Regions from separate parts of the Drosophila melanogaster genome. Here region 2 is linked to region 1. A link is a contact called in public Hi-C data. All regions are on one chromosome and are shown on one strand. The core of a region is the stretch at or near the end of the contact, and the rest is flanking DNA. Distances in the headings are between cores, read along the strand shown. Region 1 holds the start of Su(H) (Suppressor of Hairless). Region 2 holds the start of yuri (yuri gagarin).

Region 1 (6,631 bases), core at 2,972-5,471:
ATTAACAAGTAAATTCCAGATCTTCCTTCCGGTTATGTTGCTAATTTTAAGTCCCAGCCCATCGCAATAACCATTAACTTGCAGCTGGGCACTTGGTATAACAGTTTATAACTCCACGGGATCGAATATCTGTGTACTGTGAGCTTAAAGCTCCGCTTGTTTGGGATCCAAGCCAGCATATTAAGCCCGATTCCAAACTAAGCTCTTGCAGTTAGCGCGCTCAACTCGAACTGAACGGAGGTCCAAAAAAAAAGAAACGAGCAATCCAAAAAAAATCGAATAATTGAAAAATCCAAAATGAACCCACTAGGAATGTTGAGCCTGGGCTTAATGGTGTGCCTTATCGGCGCCTTCAGCCGGATTGCATCGGCCAAGCTGGAGGAGAAGTTCTCGTGGAAGCAACTGGCCTTCGATTGGCCCACTCCGGAGGCCGAGGCGGAGGCCAAGTCGAATGGCCACTACATCGTGGAGAACAACCTGCCGCTGGGCGTGGAGCGTTGGCAAAACAGAATCTTTGTCACTGTGCCAAGGTAAGTAACCAAATTCATAGACAAAAAAAAAAGAGACAACAAACTTACGGTAAGCTGTAGTTAGGTTTTCTTTTTTTTTCTTATTATTTACCTTTTTTGTTGGCTTGGTTTGTAATTAAATGTCAAGCTAGACTTGCAAAATCATCGAGCGTCAGGAGGGGAAACCGGTTTCCTCGCTGGCTAGTTAACTTTATCATTTTTTACCCCATTTGTGTATGTCTATTTTGCATTTTAAATCGTGGTTTCTAAATGCAAATCGTAACATGAGGTTAATTATAAATTAATAAGAGAAAACACATGATCGGAAAATTCTATGGAATATTATGGATCCCATAAAAGGCTAACTAGGTAACTAGTAAACAAAGTCTTTGTGACGTCACCTTTTTGGGATTTACCACCGATGCGCTTATTGGCCAAAAAGCCCCGAAAACCATTCTGCTTTTCGGGAGATATGAGTAATCAAAACAAAATTCGATTTAAAAACATTTCGAAAAATAAGATACGTAAAAAAAGTATATTTTGTTGATAATACAGCATAATTATTTAAGCTATAGTTGCCGTCAAAGTTTTAACTGATAGTGCTAAGATATAAATTAAAACTATAGCTTATATTAGACTATATCCAATCAGTCATAATAATTGCGCAGGTGAATGGTACTTTTTAATGTTATTAATTTGTTACTTGCCAGTGTCAGGTTTAAATGTAATTAGTAACTAAACAAGTCTGAAATGTAAATTTTTTAGTTAATTTATTTCTCCTCATTATTAAATGATCTACTTTCCCTTTAGATGGAAGGCTGGTGTTGCTGCCACACTCAACTACATCGACATTAATTCGACGGAGAAGTCGCCAAAGCTGCATCCGTATCCCAGTTGGGAGGCCAACAAGCTGCCCATCGATGTGCAGCCACAGGACCAAAAGACACCATCCGGTGGACGTCTGGACGCGGACAAGGCTCAAGATGCCGGCATCCAGCTGAAGGACAACTCCACTGTCATTTCCACCTTCCGAATTCAAGTCGACGTATGCGATCGCCTGTGGGTGCTCGATACTGGCTTGGCCGACATCCTGGGCAGTCCCAAGCAGATTACGCCCAATTCAATCCTGGTTTTCGACTTGAAAACAGATACTTTACTGCGCCGTTTCACCATTCCCGCTGATCAGACCAAAGAGGACTCGTTCTTTGCGAATATTGTGAGTATGCATAGGCGTATTATTTAAATTCCAAACTGATCGAATTAATCAATATTTAGGTTGTGGATGCGGACCGCTCGGAGTGCCAAGATGCCTTTGCTTACATTCCGGATTTGGGTGCCTACGGTGTGATTGTGTACTCCCTGAGGAACGACAAATCCTACCGCGTCAAGCACAACTTCTTCCACTTCGATCCTCTGCATGGTGATTTCAATGTGGGCGGCGTGAACTTCCAGTGGACGGATGGCGTTTTTGGGCTGGCCGTGGGCCCAATGAATCCAGATCACTCCAAGGACATTTATTTCCATGCCCTGGCCAGTACCAAGGAGTTCAAGGTTTCGAACCGCGTGCTGCAAAACGAATCACACGTGACCGCTGGCGATTCGTATTACGATTTTAAATACGTTGGTGACCGTGGCATGAATGGCCAGTCCACCGCCGAGGTCTTTGACCCCGAGACCGGCGTCATCTTCTATACGCAGGTGAACAAAGACGCCATTGCTTGTTGGAACATCAAGCGTCCATACACTCCGGACACCCAGGGGCTAATCGATTCCGATTCGCACACTCTGGTCTTTCCAAATGACATGAAAATCGACAATGAAGGCACTATTTGGGTGCTGTCCGACAAGATGCCGACATATTTGTACAAGGAACTCGATCCCTCGGCCGTCAACTATCGTATTTTGATGGGCCAGAACCGCGATCTCATCAAGGGTACACCATGCGAAATGTGATCACTTGGATATTTAAATCTACATGCTGTGTTTATGACGCGGTGCATTTTTGTATTTACATTATGACATTATTGTTTGTTAGTAAGTCAGCTTAATAAACTATTTGAAATGTGATTGATTGGGTATACCATGGTGAGCCTAAGTTAAATGTCGGATTTCAGGAGGTTGTCGGCCAGTTGCACCTTCTCACCGGGCTTAAAGGCGGGCATGCCCAAATAGGGGCAAGTGGAGCAGCGGAAGGCGTCGCCGAGATAACACTGTGCATATAAGAAATCAGTTATAATCGAGGTTAATGCTAACTCACATCGGGGTTAAGAGAACTCACATTTCCACAGCTTGACTTGGCATTCTCGGTGGCCTTCTGGCTCTGTTTTTCAGTCTCCAATTCCTCGGCCAGCCCGCAGGAGCAGTTTTTGCACGCCTTGCGCTTGCCCGTGGTGCTACAGACACGCAGACCAGCCGGATCCGGCTTCTGTTTGTCTTCCTCGTCCAGCAGCTCCTCCTCATCGATCAGTTCCTCATCGTCACCGCTTATCTTCCACACATTGACTGCACTGGCGTTCTTCTTTGCGAATGACAACCTGGCTGAGGATCCTGTCTCGTAGCCAGGCTTCTCGGCGGTCAAAGCATCTGGAGAGTCCTCGCGACAGTTTATGAATCCGGATAGCTTGATCTCCTGCAGCAAACTAGCCGCCGGACCGATGTAGGACACCAAATGCAGTTTGCCACTCGGTTTCAGCATGTGCAGCAGTTTTACGTAACTGTCGGTCAGCTGGGCGCACTCGATCACAATCAGGTCGAAACTGGAGTTGGCATAGGAAGCTGTAATGCATAAACATCACTGATTTTAATCTGCTGACTCACTGGCTAGTCAAAAACAGCACACACACACCGCACCGCACGCAACTTACAAAACGAAAGGCGGTGCACATTTTCCAAAGCCACATCGCCGCCAGTGGCCGCCTTTAGTTGCTCCACGCGCTTGTCCAAGTCGGCGCTGTCCGTCCATATGTATAGGGATTTTTGTAGACCCTTAAAGTTCTCCATTGTGGATGTGTTTCTAGAATATCTCAAAAGTTCAAGCACCGAACGGAACCGATTTTTGATTTCACAAGTTAGATATGGCAATGCACCGAAAATCGAGCGGTGATATCGATTGTACCTGCCTATCGGATTGCAAATGATATTCAGTGATTGTAGATTTTTCCACTTTACACTGTGACTGCTAAAATATATGAATAACTAAGTGTACTCCACCAGATTCGTTTTTTAATGAGTTACAGCTTACATTCTGATACATAATTAACAGCTTTTAGTTGCATATTGTGTGTTTCTGCCACTAAACCTATTTAAACGGTTACATTTAAGCCTAAAGTCGCGAATTATCTTTTAAATTCACCCATGTGTACTTTCCCACGGCCCGTTTTAAAAATGCATGGACAGTTAGACAAGAAGGTTGGTAGTTTGTACCTTGAATTTTAAATGTGGGCGCTCAAAATCGAAGTGTTCAATGAAAATCGATACCTTTCGCATCAGTTAAAAGTATTTATAGATATAAGAAATAATATCTTTAACAGTGATGTGATGGGAATAAATATACAAATGTATTCAGAAACTGCAAAGTTAAAACAAAATATATTAGCTACTCCAAATTGGCTATAAAATAACCAAATGCCCACTGCCATCCAAATCCAACCAACAGTGCTGTGAAGCGACAAACATATCGCCGGTAGGCAGCGACTATCATAAATAAGCGCCTATCGGACTATCGATACAACATCAACATCCTCAGTCGCTTTTTTAGTTGTAGCATATTATAAATATAACTCGAGCGCTAGTTGCAGCCTTAAACAGAAGCCAGCCGCCACTACCGCTAGTCGCTAGTCAAGATCTGCTCGAAACGCTGAAATATGTGTGATTAGTCGTGAATCGCAGCTAGCCGCAAATCCAGCTTGAGCTACAACAACAAAGCCAATCCGCGGTTAAGAGGAAGAGAGTGCGTGAGAGAAACGACAGCTGCTCTGCGTGTGTGTTTGTGCAGCAGGATAACAAAATAGAAAACATACAGCAGCAACAACAACAACAAAAACAGCACCAGCGAACAGTGTATAAAGTGCCAAACGAATTTGCCAAATAGCCAAAAACGAAATAATAGAAAAGATCCAAACAAAATTCCAATAAGTTCAATGCAAGGAGACATGTGCATAAATGAAGAGCTACAGCCAATTTAATTTAAACGCCGCCGCCCCGCCCGCCATTGCCTACGAAACTACGGTTGTAAATCCCAACGGCTCACCCCTCGATCCTCACCAGCAGCAGCAACAACAGAGCCAGGATATGCCGCACTTTGGACTGCCCGGTCCGCAGCCGCCGTCGTCGCAGCAGCAGCAACAACAATTGCAAGTGCACCACCAACAGCAGCAGCAGCAGCAACAACAACAACAACAACAGCAGCATCAACAACAAATGCAGATGTCCTTGCTGCCGGGTCCTTACCGGCCACACATCGAGGAGAAGAAGCTCACGCGGGACGCCATGGAGAAGTACATGCGCGAGCGCAACGACATGGTCATCGTTATCCTGCACGCCAAGGTACGAAAGGATTTCCACTTTTAAGCCGGTATTATCAGGTGCTTGGTCTGGATTTAGTATTCAAGATATTCTAAAACATACAAGGGAACTCCTGAGTCTTAAGTCTTAATTAAATTATTTGAAGCTTGAAATACATTATTTCAATATTACTAAAAATATATTAACCCAAACTGGAGAAACGTAGGATATCCTAACTTTCATTTAAATTAGAAACTTGGTCAGTTTTGTACGTCGATTTCCTAAATTATTCGATTTTTTAGATTAAATAGATTAAATTCAGATTTTCTTTCTATTTCAAGTTTAACGATGTATCCTTTCTTTGAAAATTACTTGTATGCTTTACAAGATATTTATTTTTTTTTTATAATTTAGTTTTAATCTAATCGGTCAGTCCGCAACGCCAAAACCACACCCACTATTTAAAGGTGCTAGTGTTTCCATTGTCCACTTTAAAGTGTTACATTTTTGCGGTTTTTGGCGAACGCAGACATGAAAATGGAATAAAATTGTCGCGGTTGCTTTTAGCGGTGGCGATCTTCAAGCGACGACTGCCGCCAAATGGGAATCCTTCACACTCGACTGCCCGCAAATTGAGCAACGCGAGCGCGGTCCAGTCCGCAATGAAAATAATTGAAATTAATTACAGAAAATTAACAAAGCTGCATTGCTTGCGGTTTTGATATGATTTTCCGATAATCTGGACGGCAATTTGTACTAATTGAATTTTCCCTGCACCATCGTGCGCCTCTGTCTGTCTGTCTGTGTGAATTCCAGGTGGCCCAAAAGTCCTATGGCAATGAGAAGCGATTCTTTTGCCCACCGCCGTGCATTTATCTGTTCGGAAGTGGCTGGCGCCGGCGGTACGAGGAGATGTTGCAGCAGGGCGAGGGCGAACAGGGAGCACAACTATGCGCGTTCATCGGTATCGGGAGCAGTGACCAGGATATGCAGCAGCTGGATCTCAATGGCAAGCAGTACTGTGCGGCCAAGACGCTCTTCATCTCGGACTCGGACAAGCGAAAACACTTTATGCTGTCGGTGAAGATGTTTTACGGAAACGGTCATGACATTGGCGTTTTTAACTCGAAACGGATCAAGGTTATATCCAAGCCGTCCAAAAAGAAACAGTCGCTAAAGAATGCCGATCTGTGCATAGCCAGCGGCACCAATGTAGCCCTGTTCAATCGCCTGCGTTCCCAGACTGTCTCCACCCGTTACCTTCACGTGGAGAACGGACACTTTCATGCGTCGTCAACACAATGGGGAGCTTTTACGATACACCTGCTGGATGACAATGAGTCCGAGTCGGAGGAGTTTCAGGTGCGCGATGGTTACATTCATTACGGAGCCACAGTCAAACTGGTGTGCTCCGTAACGGGCATGGCCCTGCCACGTCTGATCATCCGGAAGGTAGACAAGCAGATGGCCCTGCTGGAAGCCGACGATCCCGTTTCTCAGCTGCACAAATGCGCCTTCTACATGAAGGATACGGATCGGATGTATCTCTGTTTGTCGCAGGAGAAAATCATACAGTTCCAGGCCACGCCGTGCCCCAAGGAGCCGAACAAGGAGATGAT
Region 2 (6,631 bases), core at 2,193-4,692, 220 kb after region 1:
TCGATTGTGGGTAAATAAATAACACGAAACCTATTTCCGATTCGCCAGCTCCACTGGCTGGAGGGCAGAAGGTGCTCCCCCCTCAGGGGCAATTGCAGTTGAACATACAGCCGAGTTTCCACAATAAACACATTGGCGAACGATTTGTATTTGTCGTATGTAGACATTTGCCCGGCGGGATGAGTGAAGTGGATCTCTTTCTTTTGTGTCTGGGCCCAATATATATATATTCATATATATATATATATGGGTAAATAAATCGGGGACTCGAATGGCAACAGTAGTTCTTTTGTCAATCCAGCCAGGATTTACCGAGTATATACTGTACCGAGTATATATGTGAAGGCGAATGTCGTTTACCACATAAGAAGAAAGTTCTATGTGCTGAAACGTAAATCGGAAATGTATTTCAAGCTCATAATTTGGTTGGGATATGAAAGAAACTTTATTTAAAACTAGTTCATTTCATTAAAACTATTCATTTCAGCAATCTGTGATTCTAGTTTCTGTTTAACCATATATAGATAGATATAGATTTGAGTGGAGTTGAGTTTTCGTGGCGAACAATCGCGATGATAAATAACTTAAGAACGACAAACTTTAAGCTAAACTATACAAACTTCTTAACGTGGCTTAGATTAGACTAACTGTTTAGGAGGCCCAACAAGTGACATAGTTACTTGGAGGTCCTAAACGTTGTAGTTGTGTTTTTCGTTGGTATAGTTTTAGTTGTCGTTGGCTTGTTTGAAGGTTTAGGTGTTGGTTGTTGTTTGTTTGTTTTTGCCGTGGCTCCCGGGATTTTGGTGGTTTTGGTTGGCTTCCTTGTTTGGGAAGGTGTTTTCGTATCGCATTCCTGCATTTGATATGACAACCGGGGTTATTGGAATCGGCTATTGGTTATTTGCGATGCAATCAAAGCCGTCAGATACTCACAATTTCCACTTGATTTTGCTCCTGCTCGAATTTCCGTGCAAACATATCCGCAATGGTCGTACAAAATGGATTTTCTTTCGAGGATTCGTCGTAGATTTCGTTGTAGGAGAACTCCTTGGAACCCTGAAATGATGCACATATTTTTAATATGCATTTCCTGCAATCCTGCAGAATAGAGAAGAGTCTTAACTCACCAACGAGCAGATGAGTTCGGCGATCTCCCTTAGAACATCGCTATTTCTTTGAAGAACGCTGCTTTCCGATTCAATCCTCGCCTCCAGCTCTGAAATTTTGACTTTTTGCAAATAGGGAAATAGTTATAGCAAAAGTATCGAGAATCGGATATACCCACTTTTCGACTCGGTGTCCAGGCGCTGGTACTTTCCGTGCAGTTCTCGATTAAGTTGGCTAAGGTTGAGCAGGCGTCTACGTAGAGCTTCCAGCATCTGAGCATCCGCGTCCAGATCACAGGGCCCTGATTCGGGATCAACGGAGATTAGGCAGGATTGATCGAGGTCTGACTGAAGGATTGTCAGATGACTACGAATGCTCTCGAGTTTTTTCAGAGTGTCCTCACGCTCGGATACCTTTGATTAAGAAGGGTGTAATTAATGAGGATATGCTAAAGCTCAGAAATATGTAAGTCGAATCCCTCACCAGTTTTTCGATAAAGCAGGACACACGTTTTCGCCGAATCTCAATGGTCTGGAACTCCTGTTTGTTGTGCAGATCGAGAAGATCATTGAGCTCCGCGTTTAGCAGCCGCAGCATTTCGCTCTCCTGGGTGTCGTGGATCGAGAGATTCTCGAGCATATCGCTTGTAATCGCGTCCGCGGTCAGTGTATCGTTGGGCGATTCCTCCATTTTGGCCTGATCTCTGGACTCAATGCACCGGGTGATCTCGTGCAGCTGTTTTCACGGTATTTGGAATGTTAAAAAAAAGCTAGTTAGAAAGTTTCGATGTGCTTTTTGATTGAATACACTGAAAATTTTACCAAGAAATTCGGTATTTCACTAAAAAGATACTCGATTAGGTTTTCGATTGTACGCTTAAGCAGCCGATTAAGCGATAAGAAAAGTATTCCAATGAATCTATAATTAAACTGAGCTCAATAATGAGTAACGTCACCTGACGACGATGATGTTTTTGTTTTTTGTTTTTAAAACAACGAATTGAATAAATTCCTTCCATAAGCACACAATGCACATATGCAGATTTCTGGTTGAGTAATGCCACAATAGGATATCTCACCTGTTGATTGAGCTGTGCTATGCACTGATCCTTCAAAAGTAACTTCTGCCTGGCCGTGTGTACAACCTCGTCCAAGGCATTGATCTGTGACTTCAGTTCGCCGATCTCGTCATGCTTGGCGGCTATCTCGCCGACTAAGGACTTCATGCTCTCGGACATCTGCGAACAAAGTTAAACGCCAATCAAAGCCAAGCATTAAATATCGATGAACAAAATATCAAATTTTATTAAGAGCAGCACAAAATATACGTATTTAGTTAGCGAGACAATCATTTAGAGTTCTCGCGCTTGTGGGACGACTTCGGGTCCCACTTGACATTGGAATCACCGCCGCCTTTTCCCTTCAAGGATCTATGGCCTACCTTCTCGCTCTCGCATTCCGCGTGGGCGGGATCCTTTCCCACGCCCCGCAATTGATTAACGGTCAGTGTCTCTAGGGAAATGCCATTGAAATCAAAGTCGGTGCAGTGAGGAGAATGCTGCACGCGTTCTATGATCGCACAAATGTCCTCACGCAGCCTACGATTCTCCTCGAGGGTATGCTGTTGTCGCACTTGGACAGACTGACAGCAGGCAACGATCTTGCTGTACGCCTCCTTCTCCAAGTCCGACACGTTGCCCAGGATCACGCTGTTCACGTGGAGCAGGAAATCCACCCACTCCTGAAAAGTGACCAGACGCAACTGGCAAGTGTGCTAAAAGGGTATGAAAATGGGTCATATAAAATAATTTATCTCAAGGGGGATTTTGCTAGGAATTAGTTTCAATGGATACCATCCTTGATTTACAACGAATCTCACCATGTCATCACCCTCGTGCTCATCTAGGCAGTCAATCTCGTCCAGCCGCTTCAGAAATATGCTGTTCAGCTCAAAGCTCATATCGCCAGCATCGCCGTTGGTATCCCGCAGCTTCTGGATCAGACAGCGGTAATGTTCGGTGGACATCGCCTCGGTGCTGGCAGTGCACCGATCAGGAGATGAGGCTTTTAGCGTCGATTCTTGATGTGGATGCGAGGCACTCGTTCCGGTTGGCTGCACTTGCCGACACATTTGACTGGCAGATGATGGTGGTGGCGGTGGCGATGATGCAGGTCTCGACGGATTCAGACCCATGGACTTGGCGTCTAGGACGAAACCGGCTTGGCGACTGGCCATGATATCAATTCAAAATGTAATTACCACGTTCTTCTTACTAAGAGCTGATTTAGTCGGCCAGGGAATAGCTTGTGTAATTAGACATGAGTATGACTTTAAGGTTTCTACATCGAAACGTTCACTTCGAAAGCGGCAATCTCAAGGCACTGCTGATCGGAAAGATCGAATGCAGTTCTCCTCGCCTTCAACTGCACGCAAATCGCAAATCACAAATCACTCACGAAAGTACAAAAATCACAACAAAAAACACTTGTAAAGTTGTAAGCTTATTAAAAACAACACAAAAATGGGCGGAAAAAAAAATAAAAAATAGAGAAAATATATCTGATTCGAACCTTGGCGGCGACGTCAAGAGCAGCTCAGCGCGCTGCGTTCATATCTTTTGTTTGCAGTCTTCTGACGTAGCAATGTAGTTTTGTTTATTTATATTTTTCTTGTTTTTGAGCTACACACACGCGTATTAAGTATACGGTTTCAGCATGTTGTTGTTTTTATTTCTTGCCACGATCCAAATACCGCGCGTTTCGTCTGCGCTCCGTTCGCGATCGCCAACGAAACCGAACTGAGCGCTCCGCTCCACACACTCGCTCCCCACCACCACCGGCCAAGAGCGGCTCTCTAGAGAGTTGAAAAACTCGACGGACTCTCAGCGCTTATCAGTGCGTCGGGGAATCGAATTGGATCGCTGCGTGTGTTTACCCAAGAACTTAGCATTCTGAATTTCTGGCCGGGCTCACGATATACATATGTATGTATGTATCTTACACAATATGCGAAAGTCATCGCTGTTTGCCCAAGTTGCGGTTTCGGGGTTCTGCCAATTTCGTATAATTGTTAACTCATCCGGTGTATATTTGCCCATGGATAAGTTTGTTTGGTCGCATTGATAACTCCGATATGGTCGTTCAACGCGGTTACACAATAGCTGGAAAAAAGCTGCAAAAACCATGAATTTTAAAGATTAAGAACTAAAAAATTTCGAATGATTCAGAGAATGATTATGCCAATCCTTAAGTCTTATTGCCCATCCCAAATTTTACACGATTAGCACAATATGTTGGGCACCAATTGAAAACAGTAGATTTTTTGCAGATTTAAATTGTTACCAAGTTCGTTTTATTGTACAGGCGAATAAAAGCATTTCATTGAAAATATTTTAAAATCCTTTTAAAAGATAGACAACAACTGTGTTAACGCTCATTATACGTTTTATTTATATCGATTTCTCTTTTATGTAAGAACAAAATTTATTTACAGTGTTTAGATCGCGTTTGCTTGCTTCCGTTTTCGTGCTTTCGGTTCGGCGTTAAATTGTTTTTCAAAATCAATTCTATGTGTGTCCTACTTAACTCAAATCCATTACAGAAGTGTTGCCTACATATGCCTGGAATCGATTCCCACATATCAACTAATAGATAAAACAACTTTTTCGTACAGATTATCATAATCACTTCACGTTGCTTTGGGCGTACACAAAAAATGAAGATAGAGGAATATGAATAGTCATTGCAATCCTTACGTTCTGTTCACACGCATCTCAAAACGTGGGATGAATGTTTTTATTTGGATTGAAACAGACGACGTATAAATGTACATCAAACGCTCTCTAAAATTCATAATTCATTTATAAATTTATTACTTTAGCTATATTTATAGTTATTAATATTTTCTTGCTTATATTTCTGTTGTTGCTTCTTTACCTTTTTACTCAGCTGCTTACAATTAGGGGCTGCATTATGCATTATTTCTCTTATCTTGCTTTGCGTACGATTCTTGTGGGTGGATGTGGTGTGTGTGGTTGTGGCTCTGAATGGGGTGGTGGTGGAGCAGGTGTGTATGTGGTTGTTTGGGCTTACTGCTATACACTTGTTATGCGCAAAGAAATGACCATAAACAGTAATTAGAGAATATCAAGAAATATATTAGAGGGATAATAATTATGGTGGTGCCTTATCCAATAGCATTTTTAACTGTTGAATTTTGAATGTCAGGCTTACAAAATGGGTTGCGAAACGAAATTTTACGATTCGGGGCGCACTAATTGATATATTTATGTATTCGGGTTATTGGCTGGCGGTCATCTATAATCGTGGTCAGTATCCGCCATATCAATGCCGCTCGTATGCTCAGGCCATTCCGTCCGAGCTGCAGATTGTGTTTTTCAGTTAGTGTGCAAGCCCTGGCGATTTGAAGATGAGTGTGTTCCGGATCCTGCTTAAGACGCTCCTGCTACTTTTTGTGGGCCGCTTAGGCCAAGTAGTTGTACACTTTGCGATCTTCCGGCGATCGTTGCAGATACTCGCGCTCGATTAGGCCCTCAATGCGCTTTTTGATAAACACGGGCGAGGGCAAGAAACGCGACTTTAGCTGCGACGTCACATCTGATACTAGCAAGTTGTGCTAAGAAAATAAAAACAGGAATCATGGTTAAATCACAATCCAACCAGATAGCAAACGTATAATACTTACAGCCAGACGCTTGCGGGCCTTCATTATGCGCACAATAGCCGCTTCGATCTCGTGCTTACGATCCTCGTCGACCTTTCCGCGCGTTTCCTTACGCTCTGGCTCTGATTCTCCCTTGGCGGCTACCGTTTGTATCTTCACCCTAAAATAGTTTCGATATTATTACCAGGCGCCGTTCTTTCGCACTGAAAGTAATATCTAACCTGTGGAACTTGGAGTTGAAGGCGTCGTTTACGTAAAACTCATCCGTGGGCTCAATGTCCTTAGTTTTCGTTTTAGAATTGCGTACTAACAAACGCTGAGCGGGTTTGCCCATGGACAACGATTGTAGTGCTCGGACGAGCTCCCGTTCCGGTATATCGGTCTCCTGGTGTATGTCATCGTAGGTGAGCACGTCGCGGTTATTAAACAGCAGTAGCACACACATCTAATTTTGGATTATGAAATACATGTTAAATGTTTAGTTAAATATTTTTTTCAGATCAATGAAATAAAGCTGCTTCTGCTAAATAAAATTCGGAGGTGTACGAACTAAAAGATATTTTAGCTTACCTGGTACGTGGACACTTGCAATATGTGCTTGCGTGTGGTGGTGGGCACCCCACAGCCGCTTGAACTGGAGCTGGGTGCATCTTTATCCTTTTCACTTTCAACTGCCTTGCGGCCATAAAACACAGCGTTGATATAGGCGGTTCCTATTCGAAGGGGAAGGCATAAATACAGTAGTTGCTTAAAAAAGAAGATCATTTAAGTAGCTAACCCATTTGTGGCTGTAACGTCAATTGACGTCCTGAGTGCTTATTTAGATAGAAGTTCTTGAAAA

The links. A called contact is a pair of places that touch in the nucleus more often than the background predicts.
Region 2: a Hi-C map of the Kc167 cell line shows a contact between it and region 1, with 1.9 times the contacts expected there. The contact joins the promoter of yuri here to the promoter of Su(H) in region 1. A contact is called at or near these places in 12 of 107 Hi-C or Micro-C datasets (the D17-c3 cell line, the Kc167 cell line, the OSC cell line and 4 more) and 4 of 6 datasets of contacts at active chromatin or transcription factors (the Kc167 cell line and the S2 cell line).

Annotation. Positions count from the first base shown.
Region 1 is chr2L:15,035,267-15,041,897 of dm6, forward strand. Su(H) (Suppressor of Hairless) reads left to right here and starts at 4,222. Exons shown (of 4, transcript NM_057520.4): 1 at 4,222-5,054; 2 at 5,829-6,631. The coding sequence starts at 4,671. CIAPIN1 (Cytokine induced apoptosis inhibitor 1) reads right to left here and starts at 3,595. Exons shown (of 4, transcript NM_080199.3): 1 at 3,374-3,595; 2 at 2,788-3,284; 3 at 1,309-2,719; 4 at 1,027-1,254. The coding sequence starts at 3,509. The coding sequence ends at 2,606. It overlaps yellow-c (yellow-c,), which reads left to right and starts at 128. Exons shown (of 3, transcript NM_001299018.1): 1 at 128-530; 2 at 1,320-1,725; 3 at 1,785-2,575. The coding sequence starts at 298. The coding sequence ends at 2,462.
Region 2 is chr2L:15,260,785-15,267,415 of dm6, forward strand. It overlaps yuri (yuri gagarin), which reads right to left and starts at 3,443. Exons shown (of 12, transcript NM_165106.5): 1 at 2,986-3,443; 2 at 2,548-2,880; 3 at 2,186-2,344; 4 at 1,591-1,842; 5 at 1,286-1,520; 6 at 1,128-1,228; 7 at 934-1,056. The coding sequence starts at 3,342. It overlaps Cul3 (Cullin 3), which reads right to left. Exons shown (of 11, transcript NM_165111.3): 7 at 6,569-6,631; 8 at 6,361-6,503; 9 at 6,012-6,235; 10 at 5,812-5,950; 11 at 4,461-5,742. The coding sequence ends at 5,590.